Regions from separate parts of the Mus musculus genome. Here regions 1, 2, 4, 5, 6 and 7 are each linked to region 3. The links are chromatin contacts, called in public HiChIP or PLAC-seq and promoter capture Hi-C maps. All regions are on one chromosome and are shown on one strand. Each heading gives the region's core, a stretch centred on a gene start, on an enhancer-like site or on the middle of the called end of the contact. The rest is flanking DNA. Distances are from core to core; before and after follow the strand shown.

The links. Promoter capture Hi-C pulls out the DNA fragments that hold promoters and counts their contacts. HiChIP or PLAC-seq counts read pairs in DNA pulled down with a chosen protein or histone mark.
Region 1: an H3K27ac HiChIP or PLAC-seq map of large pre-B cells shows a contact between it and region 3, with 5 times the contacts expected there. The contact joins the promoter of Htra4 here to the promoter of Gpat4 in region 3. A contact is called at or near these places in 4 of 39 promoter capture datasets (the 3T3-L1 cell line, hippocampal neurons, liver and 1 more) and 1 of 115 datasets of contacts at active chromatin or transcription factors (large pre-B cells).
Region 2: a contact with region 3 is called in a promoter capture Hi-C map of pre-B cells. The contact joins the promoter of Vps36 here to the promoter of Gpat4 in region 3. A contact is called at or near these places in 6 of 39 promoter capture datasets (the 3T3-L1 cell line, the HPC-7 cell line, embryonic stem cells and 3 more) and 2 of 9 other capture datasets (adipose tissue and liver).
Region 4: an H3K4me3 HiChIP or PLAC-seq map of stem cell-derived neural progenitor cells shows a contact between it and region 3, with 6 times the contacts expected there. The contact joins the promoter of Tacc1 here to the promoter of Gpat4 in region 3. A contact is called at or near these places in 5 of 39 promoter capture datasets (the 3T3-L1 cell line, the C10 cell line, cranial neural crest and 2 more) and 3 of 115 datasets of contacts at active chromatin or transcription factors (astrocytes, embryonic forebrain and stem cell-derived neural progenitor cells).
Region 5: a contact with region 3 is called in a promoter capture Hi-C map of liver, with 2.5 times the contacts expected there. The contact joins the promoter of Ido1 here to the promoter of Gpat4 in region 3. A contact is called at or near these places in 7 of 39 promoter capture datasets (the 3T3-L1 cell line, 3T3-L1-derived adipocytes, cranial neural crest and 3 more) and 1 of 115 datasets of contacts at active chromatin or transcription factors (astrocytes).
Region 6: a promoter capture Hi-C map of hippocampal neurons shows a contact between it and region 3, with 8 times the contacts expected there. The contact joins the enhancer-like site here to the promoter of Gpat4 in region 3. A contact is called at or near these places in 8 of 39 promoter capture datasets (the 3T3-L1 cell line, the C10 cell line, cranial neural crest and 4 more), 2 of 15 datasets of contacts at CTCF or cohesin (large pre-B cells and pro-B cells) and 2 of 115 datasets of contacts at active chromatin or transcription factors (astrocytes and embryonic forebrain).
Region 7: a promoter capture Hi-C map of 3T3-L1-derived adipocytes shows a contact between it and region 3, with 3 times the contacts expected there. The contact joins the promoter of Adam32 here to the promoter of Gpat4 in region 3. A contact is called at or near these places in 6 of 39 promoter capture datasets (the 3T3-L1 cell line, 3T3-L1-derived adipocytes, the C10 cell line and 3 more) and 2 of 115 datasets of contacts at active chromatin or transcription factors (astrocytes and large pre-B cells).

Annotation. Positions count from the first base shown.
Region 1 is chr8:25,037,335-25,040,323 of GRCm38.p6, reverse strand. It overlaps Htra4 (HtrA serine peptidase 4), which reads left to right and starts at 1,362. Exons shown (of 9, transcript NM_001081187.3): 1 at 1,362-1,933; 2 at 2,286-2,385. The coding sequence starts at 1,450. It overlaps Plekha2 (pleckstrin homology domain-containing, family A (phosphoinositide binding specific) member 2), which reads left to right. Exons shown (of 12, transcript NM_031257.3): 12 at 1-1,180.
Region 2 is chr8:22,191,445-22,194,578 of GRCm38.p6, reverse strand. Vps36 (vacuolar protein sorting 36) reads right to left here and starts at 1,746. Exons shown (of 14, transcript NM_027338.2): 1 at 1,613-1,746. The coding sequence starts at 1,708.
Region 3 is chr8:23,206,954-23,210,156 of GRCm38.p6, reverse strand. Gpat4 (glycerol-3-phosphate acyltransferase 4) reads left to right here and starts at 1,704. Exons shown (of 13, transcript NM_018743.4): 1 at 1,704-1,858.
Region 4 is chr8:25,199,416-25,202,889 of GRCm38.p6, reverse strand. Tacc1 (transforming, acidic coiled-coil containing protein 1) reads left to right here and starts at 1,348. Exons shown (of 13, transcript NM_177089.5): 1 at 1,348-1,768; 2 at 2,684-2,799. The coding sequence starts at 1,605.
Region 5 is chr8:24,595,339-24,598,358 of GRCm38.p6, reverse strand. It overlaps Ido1 (indoleamine 2,3-dioxygenase 1), which reads left to right and starts at 1,407. Exons shown (of 10, transcript NM_008324.2): 1 at 1,407-1,518. The coding sequence starts at 1,420. Gm51565 (a long non-coding RNA gene) reads right to left here and starts at 2,748. Exons shown (of 2, transcript XR_003947523.1): 1 at 2,339-2,748; 2 at 915-1,716.
Region 6 is chr8:24,539,013-24,542,031 of GRCm38.p6, reverse strand. It overlaps Ido2 (indoleamine 2,3-dioxygenase 2), which reads left to right. Exons shown (of 10, transcript NM_145949.2): 8 at 1,387-1,438. Among named protein-coding and RNA genes, the nearest start is that of Ido2, 36 kb to the left of the region's middle. Within about 2 kb of position 1,256, at least 9 of the 459 cell types and tissues checked have an H3K27ac peak or open chromatin away from gene starts, as enhancers often do. A contact at or near this core is called in hippocampal neurons, where this site is marked.
Region 7 is chr8:24,947,263-24,950,391 of GRCm38.p6, reverse strand. It overlaps Adam32 (a disintegrin and metallopeptidase domain 32), which reads left to right and starts at 1,588. Exons shown (of 22, transcript NM_153397.2): 1 at 1,588-1,672. The coding sequence starts at 1,597. It overlaps Adam9 (a disintegrin and metallopeptidase domain 9 (meltrin gamma)), which reads left to right. Exons shown (of 22, transcript NM_001270996.1): 22 at 1-781.

The DNA of each region.
Region 1 (2,989 bases), core at 113-2,612, 1.8 Mb before region 3:
CATTTAAAGTCTCAATTCTTGTTTCAGAATTCCCCTTCTGTCTGTATTTACACACATACACACACCCTTTAAATTTGTTTTTTGCTAGAGTCTTGCTACGGAGTCCAGGCTGGCTTTGAACTGATAATCCTCCTGCCTCAGCCTCCTGAGTGCTTGGATTACAAGTCTATGCCACCATATCCAGCCTAGGACAGTATTTTAATGTGAGCCAAAGATGGTGCATAAACCTTTAGTTTTCAAGGTGTGATGGCGTGTGGGTTTGTGGTTAAGCATAGATTGTGGATAAATCCGAAGGGATTTCTGGATTATAAAAGATACTGCATTTCCTGTGTGGAATAAAAGCAGTCTCTGGGGTTGGGTCCTTCTATAAAGCTTCGAAGGTATTGTTCTCTGTAGCTGAAGTATGTCCTATCCATTACTCTTCAATGCTTTGGTGGACTTGCTTACTCGGGTCAGGTGATAATCAGGGGAAAAAAAAAAAAAAGAAGCGTGTGTTTTTCATTCTCCGAACCACACCGAGGATATGGGAGACCGCAAACTAAAGTGGCACCTCTGGTCAAAGTGGCGGAGTGACAGCTCTACTTCCAAGTAGAAGGCTGCCCCTCCGGGAAGATTTAAGGTCCATCGTCCTAGTTTACTGGAAGCAAACTGGTTTGGTTTGGTTTTCCCCTTTCTACACAGGACTTATATGACCCTCTGAGTAAGCAGTGGACTGGTAATTGAGCGGTAGACTTGATACTTGTTTTCAGTGTCAACCAAATAAACAGCTATCTGGTAGCAGACGGCAGTGTTTTTGAAATTAGGCTTCCCATGTCGCCTGTTTAACCTCCTCCCCCACCCCCACCCCCCAAAATCTGTTTTCCTCAGTCCCTCGTTCTCTCTCTGTGTTATTGCCTGCCTGAGTCAATTATAGTCACTTATACCAGGTAGGCGTTGAATCAAGTGAATATTTGGCAAAAACACACAGTGTGACTGCTGGGCCCTCTGTTTATGAAGGTGTGGCATGCCCCGTTTGAGCCAGTGTTTGAGCCGTGAAACACCTCCTGCAAGCACTGAGCTTAGTGCATGGAAACTCCAGCTTCTTACGTTGTGTGAGCTCCTAATTGGTATGTAGCAAAACGTCATTTTCTAAAAACTGGTTGGTTGCTTGTTTTGTAATAAAAACATGTGAAATAGGAAATCTGGTTGTGTGTTTTCCTGGTCAGATCTCGTGGCCGTGGGTGGGTGGTCACGTTTCTCCCTTGCCCCAAGACTGGTTTTTGAGTGGACCCCTCCCTTCATGGCTTTGGGGTGGGTGGCCCTTGTCCTGGGATGGCATGGGTGGTGGGTGATATATGGGTGTGTGTGTGTAGAAGTGAGCCAGACTCTGACCTTTATAAAGTCCGAAGGCTGGCTGAGGCAGCATCCAGGCCAGGAAAAACAGTCGAATCGACGAGGTCAGGGAGCAAGATGAGCTTCCAGCGGTTGTGGGCTGTGCGAACACAGTTTCTCCTGCTGTGGTTGCTGCTACCAGCCGTGCCTGTTCCGTGGGCCGAGGCCAGGAGGTCCAGAGTCTCGCTGCCCTGTCCCGATGCCTGCGATCCCACGCGCTGCCCGACTCTGCCTACCTGCTCGGCCGGCTTGGCGCCGGTTCCCGATCGCTGCGGCTGCTGCCGAGTGTGCGCCGCGGCCGAGGGCCAGGAGTGTGGCGGGGCGCGGGGCCGGCCGTGCGCCCCAAGGCTGCGCTGCGGCGCCCCGTTCTCCCGGGATCCCTCGGGGGGCGCGTGGCTGGGCACCTGCGGCTGCGCGGAGGGTGCTGAGGATGCGGTAGTGTGCGGCAGCGATGGGCGCACCTACCCCAGCCTATGTGCGCTCCGCAAGGAGAACCGAGCCGCTCGCCAGCGGGGCGCGCTCCCGGCTGTGCCAGTGCAGAAGGGTGCCTGCGAGGAAGCAGGTGAGCGGGGCGCGGGCGAATCTCCTGACACTTCTCTTACTTTTCAGAGGGAGATGAAGTGAGTGCTCTAACTTCGCTCGCTCGCGAATTCAGTGGGCCTTCCTTCGCCATCTCTAGGGATTCAACCTGTTGTGGTTGTTCCTGGTGTTCTTGCCTGGTTAATTTTGGTCTCTTTACTGGCTGCCACTGGGCTTCCCTTTCTCCTTTTCTTCCCTCTGGTAGGACAGGGAGGGTCCTTTCATCTCCTGGTCTGGAGAACCTTCAGAGAAAGAGGGACGGGGAGATGCTGGGGAATTTTGAGATGCGACACCTGCATCCAGGGACGCACTCACCGTGGACCGTTTATTCACAGGGACCACAAGAGCAGGGCGGCTCCGGAGAAAGTACAACTTCATCGCCGCAGTGGTGGAGAAGGTGGCGCCGTCTGTGGTCCACTTGCAGCTGTTCCGCAGGTAAAGGTCCCATCTAGGATCAACTACCTCACCTGCTGGTTGCCAGATTTCTGACCATTAAAACCGCTGTGAGGAAACACAGATTCAAAGAGTTGGCTGGGGTGTAGGTGGGCAGTAGAATTCCGCAAAGCCTGCAGGAGACCTGACTTGCTAAGAGTTATTTCGCTAAAGAGCAAAGAGCCAAGCGCAAGGATTCTGGCTTCTAAATTGAAGCTACAGCAGTGCGTATTGGTGACTGGTGTTTCTTTCTCCCCGGTATCCCACAGCAAAACTAAAGGCTGACTGTAGGAGCTAGTAGTGAGCATTTGGTGGGCTTGTTTAGCCTTAGCACTCGCTTGCATGCAAGGAAACCCAAATGGAGAGCAAACTTAGTTTGTTCTGAGTCACAACGCCAGTTGGTAGTGGGAACTAAGAGCTAGATTCTGAGGCTGTGGCAGTAGTGTGAGCACAGGGTTAGCACCAGGTTTGGCCTGTTCGCTGCAGATGACAGACACACAGGTTCCCACACTGATCTAAAGGAGGAGACACCATCCTGGACCCAGATCTCAGTTGTGTTCAGAAAAGATGGCCAGGACGAGCTTCAGGCAGCTCACAAAGCACATGG
Region 2 (3,134 bases), core at 497-2,996, 1.0 Mb after region 3:
GGCGGCTGGAGAGATGGCTCAGCAGTCACAAGCATTTGCTTCCTGGTCGAGGACCCAGCAGAGCACATGGCAACTCACAACAATCTTTAACTCCAACTCCAGGGGGGTCTGATACCTCTGGCCTAGGCTGACAGCTGCTCTTACAGACCCACATGTTAGGCACATAATTAAAAACGAGGAAAATGTTTAAAAATAAAAAGACGTCATGCTCAAGTACTTCTAGCATGTAATTTGGCCTAACTTTAAGTGTCTCAGCCAATCTGACTTACACAAAACCAAACAACCGAATTTAAGAATCTCTTTTTTGTTAATTAGTAAAAATTCACATTTCCAAAACAAATGTTAACTTGAAAGTGCACGATGGCCGCTCAGTGGTGGGGCACTCTTTTAATCCCAGCACTTGGGAGGCAGAGGCAGGCGGATTTCTGAGTTCGAGGCCAGCCCGTTCCACAGAGTGAGTTCCAGGACAGTCGGGCCTATACAGAGAAACCCTATAGAAAGAAAGAGAGAGAGAGAGAGAGAGAGAGAGAGAGAGAGAGAGAGAAGAAAGAAAGAAAGAAAGAAAGACAGAAAGAAAGAGGAGAAAGTGCACGATGTGCCCGTAGATCACACAGTTCTAAGAACCATTGCATTTTTCCTCTAGAAATCAAAGCTTAGGCTATACATTTAAAGCTCAAGCCAGAGTCTGTACCACTGCTGTGTCAAGGAGCAAGGGGGAATGTGAAAGGCTGTTGCTGTAGTGAAGAGATTGCTCAATCGTTCCCTTTTGGGGTCTCCCGTGGATTATTATCTCAACCTGACAGACCAGTTAGGCTGGTTTTTACTTGCTACTCAAACCCAGAACAGTCTAAGTTTACTTAAAAAGTAAATCAAACTTTACTGAAGCAGTCTCGGATAAGAGCTTGCCTCGAAAACAATAGGAAAATACCCTAAGTCAGAGCGGACCTGGGTTAGCTGTAAGCACTGACTAGGTGTATCAAACTCCAGAGCGAGGGAGGTTTCATTTCCACCACAGCGAGGAAGACAGAATGCCTCAAGTGAAAACTGGAGACTAAAAGTGCTTTTGGGGACGCGAGCTCTTTTGCCACTCCTGATTTCAGGTCGTACATTTAATTCAGGACAAGATGGCATGTGGTTTCCAGGCACAGAATACATGAATTCGTTGTTTTTCTCTTATCCTTCGCGAGCCCGGCTCTTAAGATTTAAGCTTGCATTCCAAGGCAAGGGCTCACTGCATGACTTCCTAGAACAGAACACGAAGCCTCAAGCCCACTTCCTAAAGTAATTACAAAGCAAGCAGAAAACCCCATGGGGCTGGACCCTGCTGCCTCCTTCGGAAATCCTTCCGGGCGAGGGACCCCGGCTCAGCCCAGAACAAATCATCACCGGTCCAGCAGGAGGGTGGGGACGGCGTTCCGGTGGCGCGCTCGCTCGCCACAAGGCGGAACTGTACCGTCCCGGGCTGCGACCCGCCGAGACCTCCGCTCGCCCGCGCCCCGGCTCCGCTGTCCACCGTGCGGCTGGAGCGGCGGGCCGAGGCCGGTAGCCCCAGGGCCGAGGGTGAGGCCCTGCCCAGCACGAGGGCCGCGGGTCGGCGCGGCCTCCTCCCTACCTTCTCCTCGCCGTCGTAGACGCGCACCCCGCGCTGCTGGATAACCAGGGTCTCGTTGATCTCCAGGAGGCCGCTGGTCCACACGAAGCGGTCCATGGCCGCCACCCGGCCGGCTTCTGCCGCTCGCCGGTGCTCCCGGGCTGCGAGCGGCGCTCCCTGGTGGCCGGCGGGGGTGGGGCGCCCCGACACGGACAGGCGGCGCCCCCTGGCGGCTGCCACTCGCGTGCACATTTGCTCCCCTGTCACTGCCAAACTTGTTGACATGCTTGTTAAAAGCTGTAAATAAGGACTTTTTTTTTATTTCTTCCCAAATAAGTGTTGACAGCAGAGGTTGTGTTTAATATATCTGTAACCAGCATATTATGTAATACACTCTTCTCCGGTTTTTGTTTTAGTCTAATTTTTATTACATTCTGTTTATTTTATGAGGGTTTGTGTGCGTCGGGAACATGCAAGGGCTAGCCTGTGGGAGTCAGAGGATGTTTAATGAGAGCTGCTCCTTTGACCGTGTGGATCTTGGGAGATCAAACTTAGGTTATGAGGCTTAGCAGCAGGCTCCCTTACCAGCTGAACCACCTCACCCACCTACCCACCCACCTTTAAAAAATGACCAATAGCTCCAGATAGATGGAGGTGACATGGAAATAAAGCACCAAACATGCATTTAATGCGACAGATATACATGAAGGCAATATACCCATACACATAAAAAATAATTTTCTTTTTTGTATTAATCATTTTATTCATTTACATTGGAAATTATATTCCCCCGTCCCAGTTACACGTCCACAACCCCTCATCCCATCTCCCCTTCTCCTCCGTCCCCTTTGCCTCTATGAGGGTGCTCCTCCACCCACTCACCTACTCCTGCCTACACTGGAGCATCAAACCTCCGCAGGACCAGGGGCCTCCCCTCCTATTGATGTCAGATAAGGCCATCATCTGCTACATATGGTTTACAATGGTTGGCTGAGAGCATCCCCCTCTGTATTTGTCAGGCTCTGGCAGAGCCTCTCAGGAGACAGTTATATCAGGCTTCTGTCAGCAAGCACTTCTTGGCATCCACAATAGTGTCTGGGTTTGGTAACTGTATATGGGATGGATTCCCAGGTGGGGCAGTCTCTGGATGGTCTTTCCTTCACTCTCTGCTTCACACTTTGTCTCTGTAACTCCTTCCATGGATATTTTGTTCCCCCTTCTAAGAAGGATTGAAGTATCCACACTTTGGTCTTCCTTCTTCTTGAGCTTCATGTGGTCTGTGAATTGTATCTTGGGTATTCTGAGCTTTTGGGCTAATATCCAGTTATCAGTGACTGCATACCACGTGTGTTCTTTTGTGGGTTACCTCATTCAGGATGATATTTTCTAGTTCTGTTTGCCTAAGAATTTCATGAAGTCATTATTTTTAATAGCTGAATAGTACTTCATTGTGTAAATATACCACATTTTCTGTATCCATTCCTCTGTTGAAGGACATCTGGGTTCTTTCCAGCTTCTGGCTGTTATAAATAAGGCAGCTGTG
Region 3 (3,203 bases), core at 455-2,954:
CCCCAGTCCACCTGCTGAGGTTAAAGGATAACTTGCAAGAGTGGATCCCTGGAATTAACTCAGGTCATCAGGTTTGACAACAGTGCCTTTCCCCCACTGACTCATTCACTAGTTCTTTGGGGGTTGTTTTAAGACAGAGTGTCACAGGGCTAGTCCAGGCTGACCTGGACTTACTGTATAGCTAAAGGTGACATTGAACTTCTGATCCTCCTGCCCTTACATCTGTGGAGTGTTTCAGTGAGTGTTAGTTAGCTATCATGTTTCATTTTGAAGAAACCATGACTTTAAAAAATATTTTCCTGTAGTCATTCCTCAGCAGGTAAGCATTGTAAGTAAGCATCAAATTAGCACATTCAGGGGTTGCACTGTATTAGAATTCTTGATTTTAAAAACTGCTTCAGTTAATCTGCTCACAAAAATCTGTTAAATCATTTTTGGCTTGGGATTAGGGCAGAATCTCTAATAATTTCTGAAATGTTCATAAACTTACTAATATTGTTTTGTACAAGGTATTTGTGAAACGGTGTTCTCAGCATTGACAATTATAAAATTTAAAACGTTGGGAAACTTTATGTTTTATATCCTTTGGTATCAAATATTTAGCTGATTTCTTTATATTAAGAGTGGCAGCCGGGCAGTGGTGTCGCATGCCTTTAATCCCAGCATTTGGGAGGCAGAGGCAGGCGTTTTTCTGAGTTCAAGACCAGTCTAGTCTACTGAGTGAGTTCCAGGACAGCCAGCGAAAAAACCAAAAATAAAATAATAAATTAATAGAGTGGCAAACACATCCATCTCATTAATATGCAAATTTGCTTTAATAGTTAATATAGGAAAGCTACAAATACATAGCAAAAATGCTTTTAAATAAATTTATTATCATTAAATATGTCTTGTATTCCTGTTATAGTTACATACCTGGAGTTGTGTAAAAGTTTGTGAAGAAATCAACAAATGGAGGTTTAAGTCCTGAATTAGGGGAAAGGTTAGGTACTCTTGGAAGTATACAAAAGCAATAAACTCGGAGGCTGGGAATGTGGCTCAGCTGGTCGAGTGCTTCTTTTAGCATGCACGAGGCCCTGAGTTCCAGCCCCCAGCACTTTATAAAACTTGGGACGGTAGTTTATTCCAGCACTTCAGGAGGTGGAAGCAGTCGGTGCAGAAACTGAAGGTCATTGGGCAATTCGCAGTTTTTGAGGCAAGTCTGTATTACAAGACGTCCTGTCTTAAAAGGGGGTGGGGTGGGCCAAAGAGGCGTGTCCCCCATCCCTTCTTTCTCTTTCTTCCACTATAAAGGACCCACGTCAGCAAAACAAGCCTGTCTTTGAAGCTTCCAGTCTGAGGAGAGGTTAGTTAGAACTGTGGCTGGGTTGGAAAACTGCAGTTGGCCAACCAGCCAATTACGTTAAGAGAAGCTCCGGGATGCCCGGGTAGTGCTGGGATGGTGGCTAACGTTTCGTGGCCAGCCGGAACCGAATCTCACACAAAGTCCCACAAAGACTCAGTAAATGAACCTCGCCATGCCGGGTTCTCCCTCTCCCCGGGAACGATGCCTGTTCTGGACACAGCTCAGACAGGCCCCGGTTGGCTTTCAGAAAGCGACCTCGGCTCACGCTGGCGAGCATCAGTGCGAGGAGCGAGCATCGCCGGAGCCCCGCCCACCCTGGGGTCCTCCGGGAGACCGCGCAAGCGCGGTTGGGCGGGACTCGGGGGCGGGGATTGAGGGGAGTGGGGTCCACGTCCAGCGGCGTAGACAAAGACGGGCGGGCGTACGCACGCTCTTACGTACGCCTGGGCCGGCGGCGGGCAGGGCAGGGCGGGAGCGGCAGTCACCGAGGACTGGAGCCGAGCCTCACGGCCGGTGAGTTGGATGGACCTGGTCCTACCGGACGCCCCCGGCCCCGGGCGGGACGCGGGGTCGGCAGCCGCGGGCCGGGGTCCCGCCGGTGGGGCAGCCGCTGCCGGGCGGTCCGAGCTCCTTCACGCCCGCTTGCCCCACTCCTGTCCTTCGCCAGCCCCGCTCCTCTCCTCCCGGGCTAGCCCCGCTGTCCTCTTGCCGCCTCATCTCCTCTCCAGTCGCCCGGCTCCTTGCCGCTCGGCTCCTTGGCTCAGCCAGCCCCGCTGTCCTCATCCGGCCCTTTCTTTCCCTTCCCTCCTCTCCTCGGCCGCCCCGCTCCTCTCTCCCCGACCGGTTTCTCTCCTCCTCAACCGACCACGCTCCTCTCCGCAGGCCGCTCGCCGCCTCGGCCTGGTGTGGCCCGGAGCTGAGGAACGTGGCTGAGAACCCGGCGTTAGATCACGTGGAAACGGGTTTCCCCCCCAGAATCCGTCCTTTATCCCGTGCTGTGCTCACACTGTCTTCTTTTTCGGGTCTGCCCCCTCTCCCCCTTCCCGCATTGGAGAGTCCCAGTGTCCAGGTTTGCCCCCGGATAGGGGCAGCCCTGCTTGATGCTACATGACTTTCCTGAGCCACTAACTAGAACTGCCACTATTCCAGCCTTCTTCACACCCCAGACTCCCTTTCGCCTTGGTTCCATGCCCTCAGTGGTAGTAGCATCCTACCTGGAAGTTTGACTTATTTATTCACTTTCCATCTTACTTGGATATTACATTGGTGACTCACAGGTTGTAGAATAATCTATGTGAAATTGTCAGGCTTCGCGGACGTTAAGTTCCATCCCATACCCATCTCTTGCGTATTACCGGTAGATAGCCTTTGAAGAACTTTGGTTTCGCTCGTTTTCCTTAATTTGAGCAGAACTTTTAAGAGTCTCTGCAGAGTTAGCGTGTCTTCGAGATTGTATCGCAACCCCGTAAAGACAGGCATAAAAATCACTGCGACCAAAGACTATGGTCAAAACTGTAATCCTGCCTGCTAAATTATCCTTCCTCTTTCTGAGAGTAATTTTTCAGACCTATAATTTGGAGAATTTCAAATATGCAAAACCAGGAACGTATGCTCATTATTATATATGCTCAGTGACATCTGGGGTTAATCATGCAATATCTGCATCTTCATTTATTTTACTTCTTCTGTCTCAGGAAGAAACAAAAATTTAGCACTGGAGCGCGCGCCGTGTGTGTGTGTGTGTGTGTGTGTGTGTGTGTGTGTGTGTGTTGGAGGTTTGTGGTTTATTTAATTTTACCAATGAGCTGTATATCTCCCGTCTCCATGTTTTTGATAGACAGTGAGCCTTTACAAGTCA
Region 4 (3,474 bases), core at 99-2,598, 2.0 Mb before region 3:
CTCGAGGAGGAGGAATGATCAAGCCCAGGTAAGGACTTACATGGGTACTATTTTCAAGCTACAGGGGTTTCTAATCTGAAGATTTGCTTGATCATAAACCCAAGACAACGACAGTTGGATAGTCTTGGCATAGTTCTTGTAGACCTAAAACAAAATGACTTCCGCTCACATTTTTAAAAAAAAAGTCTTTCAACACTTTTGACAGTCGTGTTTATCTCAGGCAAGAAGCAGTAATGGGCTCTAAAGTATACTCCTGCCTTTTTTTTTTTTTTATTATGGTAGGATACCTGCCAAGCCTTATCTTACATGTTTGCTTGTCTTTGTTATGAAGTGTATAAGACATTTGTGATTCATCTGCAGTACACGACGTGGTGCCAGCTTCTTTCAGGGTAAGCTCATGAGCATCCTGAAAATCTTCGCCTGACTTTGTTCTGAATTTTGGAGGCACACTCTCTGTGGGAATTGTAGCCACCTCACAGATTCTCTGAGACTGAGAAATGTCAGTATTATGGAAAACACACTGATGAGCTAATGGTCTCAAACTTGGCTTTGGAGGAAATGAATTCACTGGGAGAGAGGACCTGGGGCAGTCTCTTAGTGGAATCCTTCAAAGATAAAGGGGGGAAAATTCTTCTCTTCACCTTCAGAGGTAAAAGCCTTATTCTGAAGACTGTCACCAGATCTTGATGGCTCTGTACTGAAGAAGCAAAGGACATCAGAAACCAAGGACCCAGGAATTATCTGAAAAAAGCCTAAAGTTATGAAAAGAAAGAACAACAGGAAACGGCTCAGGCCGTCTTATCAGGGGGCAATTTTGCATCTATCCCAGGTCAGGGCACTCCGGAGCCCTCATGAGTGTGGCTTGGTGAGGGCAAGACAACTTCAATTCTTCTGTAACCTGGGAGCCTTCCAAATCCTGGGCGTAACAAGGATGGCGCTGACCAGTGTCAAGGATCGGGTACAACACTCTACAGAGGTTCTGAGTTGTTTTGTTTTTAAATAAGGGGCTTAACTTCTGTACAGCGCAGCTTCAGCCACGCCATTAAGTCCTAGCGGCAGGAAACACAGATAAAAGGGGAAGAGGAACAGCGCCGCGGCGCGCACACGCTCGGAAATGGACGGCGGCGGCGCGCGGCGCGCGGCAGGCGCGGATCCCGCGGGGAGGGCGAGCGCGGTCGAGCAGCCCCTGCCCAAGGCCGGGCGCGACCAGCGCGGCGGGGGGAGCGCGCTTCCAAGCGGCCGCCCCCGCGCGCCGCGCCAGTAGTTCGGTCCGAGGGGGCGGCTCCAGGGGCGCGGCTCCGCGGCGGCCGAGGCTGCTCCAGGCGGGAGCGGACCCCAGAGCCCAGCGACGCGGAGCAGGGCTGGCGGGGGAAGAAGCGGGCGGGCGAGCGGGCACGCGCGGGGGCGAGCTTCGGCGCGGCGGCCCGGAGGAGCGGGGGCGAGCGGCGCTGCGGGGCCGTGGGAGGAAGCGCTGCGCCCGGCCCGACGGCGCTCGTTGAGCCACATCCGCGGGTCGCCGGCGACGTTGCCGGCGCCTGTCAAGGCCCCTCCATTTTGAAGGAAGAGGCCGCCGTTCCCCCACCGCAGGGGCGGCAGCCGCGCTCATGGCGTTCAGTCCCTGGCAGATCCTGTCGCCCGTGCAGTGGGCCAAGTGGACGTGGTCCGCGGTGCGCGGTTCGGGCGCCGGAGAGGACGAAGCCGGAGGTCCCGAGGGCGACCCCGAGGAGGAAGAGGACTCGCAAGCCGAGACCAAATCCCTGAGTTTCAGGCAAGTACACCGCATCCCAGCCGAGATGCAGGCGGGCGCCATCCTCCCACCGCGGTCAATGCTGTGTGCGCGCAACCGTGTTCCCGGCTCTGCTGCCCGCAGCCGGGTCCCCGCTGTGTACCCGAAAGTTCGGGATGTTCTGTCTGCCCGTGTGCTTTTCGTCCTCTGTCTTCGCTGTAAGCTTTCTGAACCCAGCCCCGAATCCGCAGTCTGCGCATCCCGGTTTGCCTGGGTCGCTTTCTCGAAGCGTCGACACCCCGGCTCCGACGCAGCGGCACCGGGTAGTGGCAGTTGATAAGGCCAGGTGCGATTTGTAGCGTTTTCCCCTTGTGGGCAAGAAGTCGCTCCACCGCCCTTCTTGGCCCCGCAGTGTCCTAAAATGCAGCCTTGGTAAAAGAGGATCGCGTGATGACAGGTCCCTGGCAGCTGGTGAGAAATGGTGGTCTCTGCTGAGCTGTCACACGTGTGATTGTGGAAGGCAGGTGACGGCATTTTCAGCTTCCAGTGACTTCCAGACAGGTAGAGGCCTACGGAGAAGAACAGTATAGCTAGAATTGGCTTAGTTTGGGGGGTGGGGCGATATTAATTTTTACGCCCCTGGAAAGGGTTGATTGGGAAGTCTTTTTGTGTGTGTGTCTGTGCGTGTGAAAGGCAGCGATGACAAAAAAAAAAAAAAAAAAAAAAAAAAAAAAAAAAAAAAGGTCCTGGTGAGAAGCTTCAGAGGACGAAAGAGATTTCGGGGAGCTAGGATGCTGGGCATCGCTGAAAATGCTGCAGCCGTTCTCAGGCTGGGTTGAGGATTGGTTGGTTGTAAAGTTAGAGGCGCTGTACTTGCACTTTGGTGGCTGAGTACGTTTTAAAGGCAGTTGGAAATACCGTTGACTGTGGTAATGCCTCGTTTTTCCCCCTCGGCAGCTCGGATTCTGAAGGTAATTTTGAGACTCCTGAAGCTGAAACTCCAATCAGATCGCCTCTCAAGGAGTCTTGTGATTCATCACCGGGATTGGCAGAACCCGAGGCCAAACCCCAAGGTAACAAAACTTGAGTTTTCTACCTTTTTGGTTTTAACTTAAAAAAGAAAAAGAAAAAGAAAAATTTAAAAAGGATGTGTGCGTGCCCTGAGGACCACTTCAGACAGGATGAACTGGCTCCTTGCTGATTTGGATTTGTTTTTGTAACATAAACGTTTTGATCATCTGATGATCCAAAGCTTGCTTTATTCTCTGACTAGAGACTGTATGAGGTCATTTTTTTTCCCCCAGCCACTCCTGTTAGACTTCCTTCTAAACCCCGAATAAGTAAAAAAACGTAGCAATGGCTGGTCTGGTTATGTTTTAGATTTGGCCTCAAAGATTTCAGAGACTAGTTGTTTTCTACAAGGGTGTGGCTAGACACCAAATTATAGGTAAGAGTTGATTTTTGAGTTAGCAGTGTTAGGCAGTTTCAAAATTGCTTGCTTTTCTCTCCCACAATGGACCAGCGGGGAACCCTTCAGTCTAACCAAGAAAATCCGGTTCACATACTGTCCTTTCTACCCCCACCCCACCCCCATCCGAACCTAGTACCCGCCCTTTAATTCTCAATGCCTCTGGCCCACTAAATTAATGGAAATCTTTTTTTGTCACACTTAAAAAAAAAAAAAAAAAAAAAAAAAAAAAGACAGGCTCTCAGATAGCCCAGGCTGGCCTTGAACTGATCCTGCCTCC
Region 5 (3,020 bases), core at 158-2,657, 1.4 Mb before region 3:
TGTTGCACCTACAGGGTTGCAGATCTCTTTAGCTCCTTGGATACTTTCTCTAGCTCATCCATTGGGAGCCCTGTGATCCATCCAATAGCTGACTGTGAGCATCCACTTATGTGTTTGCTAGGCCCCGGCCTAGTCTCACAAGAGACAGCTATATCAGGGTCCTTTCAGCAAATGCTTGCTAGTGTATGCAATGGTGTCATCGTTTGGAGACTAATTATGGGATGGATCCCTGGATATGGCAGTCTCTAGATGGTCCATCCTTTTGTCTCACCTCCAAACTTTGTCTCTGTAACTCCTTTTATGGGTGATTGTTTCCAATTCTAAGAAGGGGCAAAGTGTCCACACTTTGGTCTTCGTTCTTCTTCAGTTTCATGTGTTTTACAAATTGGCGAGGCACTTTCTTAAAATTAATTAATTAATTAATTAATTAATTAAAAACCCATACAAAACAAAACAACAACAAACCCAAAATCCATTTCATCAAAGTGGACATAAACTTAGGAGTTCTCTGTACACCTTTACCAGAGTCTCAATTTTGTATTGCAAGGAATGTTTTTAGTTATTTGACGCTGCTCTTTACTTTTGAACACATTAGAGAATCTCCAGGTGGGCAGGGCTGAGAGCTTGTCAGGAGTCGGTCCCTGGCAGCCAGATAGAGTAGGAAAGGTGGACCACCTTCCAAGATATGGCTTACAAATCATGTGAAGAAGTGAACCCTCCATTAGCCTTAGCACAGACAAGAACCTAGGGAAGAAAACTAGGGGGAAGGGTCTGGTGATGATCCCCCTCTGTGCTACTTCTGAGGCTGACTCTCCTGTGTGTCCCAGGTTGTGTTTCAGAGCTGGAGAGACAAAACACTGACATTTAAAACAGGACATAAGTTCCCTCGTGTGAAAGCCAATAACGGACAGCTATTGCTAGTTCGGCTGTCTTTATTTTAAACCCAAACTCTGAACGTTTTCTAAAGCAAAATGCATTCTCCTGGTCACCTGTCCTCATGGTTCTTGTCATGTGAGTTGGGCACTTTGTGGCTTGAACACCCAATCCTCCTGCTGGGGTAACAGGTGGCCACCCAAACCACTGATGGGGTGGTTTCCAGGGCCGAGGCCTGAGTGTGCACTCGGTCACCATAATTGGCACTGGGAAGCTGAGGCCATCAGAGCCAACAGTTGATGTCCTTATGGGATAAATCTGATAAGAAACACAAATGTTTAGTTTCTTCATATGACGAAGAGAGATCCTTTGTGGTTTGGTTGTTTATCAAATTGCAAATACATAAAACAGAAAATGAAACTGTCCCAGGTGGAAGCCACTTCTCCCCGAGTATTACGTGTCAGCTGTGGGGTTTGGCTAAACCCTATAAGAGATGCTGGGACATTCCTTCAGTGGCCAAGTGGGGGGTCAGTGGAGTAGACAGCAATGGCACTCAGTAAAATATCTCCTACAGAAGGTTCTAGAAGGATCCTTGAAGACCACCACATAGATGAAGATGTGGGCTTTGCTCTACCACATCCACTGGTAAGAAAAGTGAAAATCTGCTTTGTCCTCATTATTTATCTCGACAGATGAATTTCTAAGTAAGCAGCTCTGTCTCAGGTTCTCTTAAGCGAATGAGTGATGTCAAATTCAGAGCCCACTTACAAAAAGGGAGCCTGGCTGCTCTTCAGTGTTTCTTCTTCTTCTTCTTCCTCAAAATCCAGCCCTTACTTTCTTAACCTGGAAATGTGAAGTGGTGAGGGAAGGGGCACATGAGAAGTCTTTTTAGTTTCGTGAAGGAAACGGGCTCATAGAAGGGAAGCCAGTTTGTCACAATGACTTTTCCAGCACGGTGTCCTGAAACAGCAACATTCAAATGCCCAGAGCCATAGAAACATTTCTCTTCTGAACCTTATCAAATGGATCGATCTGTGCTCCTCACTGATTTCAGTATATGAGATGATAGATCAAGCAACTTTTGTTTCATACTAATAATGCTTGTGGTTTGCCAAGCATAATCCAAAGGAAGGTATGAACAACCTTGATTGTGCTTTTGTGCAAGTTTTGGAATCCAAGTGCGGTGCATGTGGGGGAAATGCCTCGTGTCTCAACCAGGTACAGTGGGAAACAACTATAGTTCCATCACCCAGGAGTCAGAGGCAGGGGCATAGCCTCAAATTCAAGGCCAGACAGTCTTAAATAAAACAAAAGCTGAGAACGCACTGAACAAACAAAAATTATGTCATTAAATTGGACTGCAAAAACGCCACGCATACCAATTTATCATTCACATCTTCATTATCAACACTTACGGAAAATAGCAAAGAAGCAAAATACTCGTTTAGAGGTGCCCCATGCTCACCTAGTCTCACTAAGACCCGAACAGAGTAAGTAGTCAGTCGCACGTTTTGAGCTCGGGTGACTCTAGGACCCAGACGCAAAGAGCCATGGAGCCAGGAAGGCACAGATCTAGGGGCAGTGGGCTAGAGACTGGGATCAGATATGGAAAACCAAGGCAGTTCCCGGGAAGGCGAGGCACGGGTACACTGCAGAATTAAGGGTAGCAGCGAGCCTGTATCAGCTCGCCCAGCCGGGAGCGATCTGAAGCATGCACCCCGCAGTGCTCACGAGGAGCATCCTGCGCAGCTCCCATCCAATCCAGTGGCTTGCTGCTTGGGGCGGGACTACAGTTTAGCATGCAGCCTCAGGCTCTCCCGTCTTTGGGCACCAAGCCTGATATCCTTGCTACAAGTGTCCTGGCGCCTGCATCTTTGGGTGCCCTGGCGTGCCTGGTTTTGAGGTTTTCGTGTATCCGGTCACGAATGTGGAACTGACCACCTCAGGGTTTAGCGCTGCAGTTCTCAACCTTCTTAATGCTGAAACCTTTTCTAAAGTTCCTCATGTTGTGATGACCCCGGACGGTAAAATTATTTTCGTTGCTACGTCACAACTGTAATTTTGCTACTGTTTTGAATTGTAATGTAAGTATCTGTGTTTTCCGATGGTCTTAGGTAGTCCCAAAAAGAATGCAGCCTCAAAGGGGT
Region 6 (3,019 bases), core at 7-2,506, 1.3 Mb before region 3:
AGAACAAAGGGTCTGTAACTGGCTATACACACACACACACACACACACACACACACACACACACACACATATATATTATATTATATATTATATATTAATTATATATTTATGAATCACTTTTGAAATATCTACCGAATATATTTTATATTTTCATGTAAATTCTATTGTATCTATCAACATGATCACTTGGCTTTACCTTTAATTCATTAAGTTGTGTAAAATAGTAATGCATACACATCCCACTTCCTATGCAAAGGGCTGGATACTGTACTTAACAATCTGGAGAAGAAGCAAACATCAAAGTCTAGGGGAGGTCCCAGAAAACAGGCTAGCTCAGGGGACACAGTCGCACTGGTGAAGACCACCCTGGGGAGTCACACCCTAGAAGGGAGAGTGTAACCATACTAAGGAATCACACTTGAGGAGAGGTGAGACTACCCTGGGGAGTCACACCTGAGAAGAGAGGGTGTGACCACCCTAGGGAGTCAGGAAGTCACACTGGTGAAGAGTGGGGGTGTGGGATGACCACACTGAGGAGTCACACTTGAGGAAGGGGGGTGGCCACACTGAGGAGTGTCTGAAAGCATTGAGACTGTACATCTCAGGTTATCAGGGCTTCAGAGAAAACAGACAGGGAGAAGAGACAAGAACTGGATTCTGTGCGCAAAGGGGGAAAAGCAAGCAGATGTGAAGGGTGTGCTGTTAGAGTTTATCTAAAGATGTTTCTTTCAGAAATAAAGAGATATAAGCTTTAATTTGGATGAAATAAATGTGGTCTAATTTCCCAGAATGTAGAGGAACTCACTAATGTAGCAAGATTGGCCTTTCAAAGCAGACCAAAGACATTGAGAATTAAGATAGCTATGATGGCGTGCTTCCTTAGGTGGAAGTCCTATATGGAATCCCATACTCCCCAAATGTGACTGGTCGGTGCAGCTTGGGGCTAACAGCTCTGTTGACCTGTGGTGACCCCTGGAAAGCCCTGTGGGATAGAGGAACTCCTGGATGTCAGTCATTTGCTCTGCCTCTCTTGTGAAAGCAGTGGTCTCTGTTTTTCTTCCTTCTCTCGGCTTTTCATATTCTCTTGCATATCCTGTTTATTTGAAATGTTTCTTAAAGGATGCTCATAGTCTCTCACTGGTGGTGGTGAAGTACAAAACCCTGCTGCACAGCAAACAGAGGGGGCCAGCATACGGAACGGATTAACAGCCCTATGAGAGCCCACACGCTCTTCAAGAGAACATTCCATCTGTATTTGCTGCTGCCATTCTGGGATCTGCATACATCAGATAGGAGTGGGAAGCCCTGGGAAAACAGCAGGGTCCAAGGCACATGTGGCCAATTGCTTTTTGCCCATGGTAAAGTTCACATTTGATTGCTTTCCAGATTATGTGGACCCAGACATATTTTACTCGGTCATCCGGATCTTCCTCTCTGGGTAAGTACAGCTTAATTGGTTTCCTGCTTGAGACCTGTAGAGTTCCCCAGATTTGTGCGAGGATAGACAGACAGAAGCTTCCTAAAGTAAGAAGTATAGCAAGTGACTCAAGCTGGCAAAGTCACCACCTGGGTCCACTCTAGGAGGCTGGACCCCAAAATGATCAGAAGGAAAAAGGTTCCAACAAAGCTGGGAACTTAAATCCAAAAGGGGCAAAAGGGGCTGTCTTCAGCCACCAGAGGGAGACCATGGACCCTCTGAGAACCCCAACGTGATGACAGGGGCAAAAATTAAAGATGGGAGAGAGAGTGGGCAGGGAGAATGTGGGGAGGAGATGGAAGGGAGGGTAGAGGAGAGAAAGGCTGGAAAATGATAGCTACTTCTTTGTCCCTTGACCTTTGAGGACATAGCATTCAGGGGACCCATCAGGAGACAAGAGTCCAGGCTGTCACCTGACAGAACCATCAATGCCTTGATCTTAGACTCCCTCTCCTTCGGAGTTGTGAGAAATACAGTATGATTGATCATATTCAGCTTGAAGTATTTTGCTATGGTGGTAGCAGGTACCCTTGATTTGTCTCACGGCTATACACTTCTCTGTCTGTCTGCCTACCTCGCATGCCCCCTGCTCCATCAAGCACATGTCTTCACCCAGTTATTTCTACCTTGACAAGCTTTAACCAGGTTGCCATCCAATTCACCAACCAACAGAGCCGATTCACTTTTGAACGTTTGTGTCTTGTTGACTTGGAGGTGCCGGTGATGTTATCAGAAGCATCCAAGCTGTGCCTGGAGACAGCAAGAGACAGACCAGATGCCGAATCTATTACCATTACTGCCAAGTCCCATTGGGAGAAAAACTAAAGTGTGCATTCGTGCATGTGTGCGTGTACGTGTGTGTCTAGAACTGAAAATTTTATTTCCTTGCAAGTATCAGACTAGAGTTTTCCTGGCCTGCTAGGTCCTCTGTTGCCTCTCCCCACCATGTCCCCAATTTGACTCCTGACACAGCACTGGCACTTGGCATTTTTCTAGAATTACACATTTTCCTGACTTTTCTCTTGACTACCGCCAGAGGAAATTTCTCTTAAAGGGGCTCCTGTGGCTGTGCTCAATCTAGTCGGATGAGTCAGGGAAATTCCCACATTAAAGCTAAACTGATCAGTGGCCTTAATCCCATCTGAAAAGTCCTCCTGCCCTGTCCTGTAATAAATATATCATGGTGACCGGAACAGCTCATAGTATTAAGAGTCCTAGGAATTCGGTTGGGAACCTTGGGGAGCTATTTTTAGAATCCTACCCTCCAGTGTCTTTCAAAGGAATCATTTCTACTTCCTCTTGGCAGAGACTTGATAAGAACCAGAAGGGGACTTTGTTTGCATCGACATAAGTTCCGGGCAATGACACTTTTTATCTGGTATTTGGCATAAAGGCCATCCCTCCACTTCAAATGCTGAGACTGTTTACTGTGCCGCTAAGTGGCTGTACAAGATCCTAAATGTAGCTGTAGTTTCAACAAACATCTGGATTGTTGGGAGTTTCCAGTAGACTTCTCTTTAAAATGTCAGCCTCGCTATTCTG
Region 7 (3,129 bases), core at 339-2,838, 1.7 Mb before region 3:
AAGGAGCTTACACAAGAACCACAATTACTAGATCATGATATACTTGGAAAGTGTGAAATATGGTGTGTACTCAGTTATTGGCTTCCATTTTTTATGATCTTTCAACTATAACAATTATGATAGAAATCGATTTAACACAATCAGTTATGGGCTTCCATTTTCAAATATCTTTTCAACTGTAATGACTATGACAGGAACTGATTCAACTCTCAATTTTCTTTATGCATCATGGTAAAGCATTGCAGCAGTGTTGTTTTGTTTGAAGTGCACACTCTATGGTACGAGGTGTTTAGTATACCCAAGCAGATAGGTGTCGATCGAACAGGAGCAGGGAGAATACTTCCAACAGTTGAGGTGTTACCAAACCACTTGAGAATTCATGAGCACTTTAACTCTAAACTCTGAATTTCAAAGCTTGATGTGAAGTCCTCTAGAATGTTTACATTTACTAAGGTGTGCTGGGTCCTGTCTCTTTTGACTAATATTTTCGTAAACATTAGGCTGGAGAAAGGAAGGAAGCAGTGGTTTCCTTAGATAACTACAGAATTATACTGGTCTCTGGGATTACTCTCTCAGCTGTATTAAAATGAATTTGTACTTTGAAAGGAATGATATTGACACTAAAATTTTAAACATTTAAATTTTTTCATAATCTTTCATAAAGAAGTTTAATAATAGGTATATTAACTGAATTTCATTAGTTTTTTAAAATAATATTGTTTGTGTATATATACATATTAAAATAAAAACATTTACAACAAATAAAATACTTGAAATTCTTGTTTTGTCGTCCTCTTTATAAATACATAACTATTTGGGTTCTTCTTAATTTCAGTGTTAGGGCTTTTGGCAAATGTGACTGCACTTAAGGAAAACACATTAAAAGATAGACTGTTCATTTTTTTTTTTTTTTCAGGATACTCAAGTACTTTAGCAGTTGGGTGTGTACTAACACTGGTGAACCAGCCCTAGTGAGAAATATGGCGGTGTTGAAGGCCACAAGCCCTCAGAAATACTAAGGAGAAAGTAGTTTACTGACAGGACTCTTGACTTAAGAAGCATGTGACTAGGGCGCTGCCATTCCAGCTAGGACAAAGGCTAAAATGTAGGTTCTTATGTCAAGGATCTGCCATTGCTGTATAAATTAACCATTCTGGTAAGCTCCTAAAAAAGGAAGGTATATGAATTTTAACTGAAGTGCCACGGAGAACCAGGTTGGAAGGAAGCCTGGCGGTCCATGGGAGCAGTGTGCCTGTGGAAATGTAGACCCCAAGGAAGAAAATCAGTTTAGGCTTTCTTGAAAAATTTGTCCACGCATCTTAAAATGCAGTCGTAGTTTAGCCTTAGAAAGAGTATAAACGTATGTGTGTACTTTTTTGACCTGAGCGCCCTCGCAGCCTCTCCAGTACTGCGCATGCGGGTTTCATTGCGAAGCAGCCTGGCTCTGTTAGAGCTGGGGTAGGTGGTGGAGGGGGAGGATGGAGGCGGGGTAGGGGGTTAGGGCGCTCCAAGGACGTGGCCCACGGTGGCCCCTGGCACGTGCCCCACAGCCCCGCGCAACGGCTTTACAACTGTCTAGGTACTCCAGGAGACGCCATGCTGGGCGCCATGCTGCACACACTGCTGCTGCTGCTGCTGGCCGAGCTGGGGGCCTTGCTGGCATCAGGACCCGGTGAGCGCTCCGCAAGGCGGGTTCTCTGAGATTGGGGGCACTTTTCTTGTAGGTCTGTCGTGCACATCATAAAGCTCAAAAAATGGACCCCAAAAGAACACTTCCCAACAGCTTCTGGAAACCACTTAAACTAAAAAAACAAATACCCAGTTTCCACAAGATAACTTTACTAACACGATGTACATGCAATAATAGTTCTTCTAGAAATAGGAAAGAAAAGACATTAAGCCACAAACCCCCAGGCTCAGAGAAAATGCAGCGGTGCGTGGAAGCTGGGAAGGGGCAGAATCTTGCTTAAGTTTTGGAATCAAGTAGGGCTCGGCTACTTGACAGGCAATGATCAAGCTGTTGTGAGTCCAACTGTCCAGCAGGTGCCAGTCCAACGCTTGCCTCTAGCTCTGAGGTCTGCTAATTTGTTGAAGCTGTGGAATGCATCTTTTGAAAGGTGAAGAAGGCATGGTTGGGGCTCTGAGTGTTCTCTTCCTGGTTTATTAGAAGTAAAGAATAAAGAATGTATAGCAACATCTAAAATATCAGCCTCATATCCTTTAGGTGTTAACACGCTTCAAAACTAAGAACCGTTCTTGGGGGGGGGGGGGGAGTAGAAAGTTGGCGTCGCTTTGCATTTTGTGGATCTCCTGAACCTGTGCTTCAATAAAGGACAACTAGGTTGTGTAGCTACTGCTTCCAGTCTTGTGCTGCAGGCTTGAGTAGAAGTGCAAGAAGGAGAACTTTAGAAGCCTTTTCAAGTAGTTGTGAGCTCTCTGCTTACTACACTCACACTGGACAAACGGAAAAAGAATAGTTGCAACGTAGAATTCAAAAACATACCAGCGCCGAAACACACCAGCGCCGGGCGTGGTGGCGCACGACTTTAATCCCAGCACTCGGGAGGCAGAGGCAGGTGGACTTCTGAGTTCCAGGTCTGCCTGGTCTACAAAGTGAGTTCCAGGACAGCCAGGGCTATACAGAGAAACCCTGACTCGAAAAACAAAACAAAACAACAACAAACAAAACAAAACAAAAACACACCAGCAAGCTTTACTATTCTTTATTTTTAATTAAAATATATCACTAATTCTTTTCCATTTCCTCCCTCTAATCTGTCCACCCCAACTCCCTTGCCTTTTTATTTAATATATACTAAATCTCTCTCTCGATATCTATATCTATATCTACATAGATATAGATATGTATATACCAGCAAACTTCATGAAATTCAATTGGATATAAATATTGAATTTTGATTATTTTATGTATGCATATTTTAATATTTTAATCTATTATCTTTAATTTTTAAAACTGTGGGAAATACAAAAAATTGCCAACAGCTTTTAAAAGATTTTTTTAAAAATTTAAACTTTATTTTCCGTATATGGGTATTTTGCCTGCCTACAAGTCTGTGTACCACTTGTGGGCCTGGTGTGCTTAGAGGTCAAAAGAGGGTGAATCAGAGA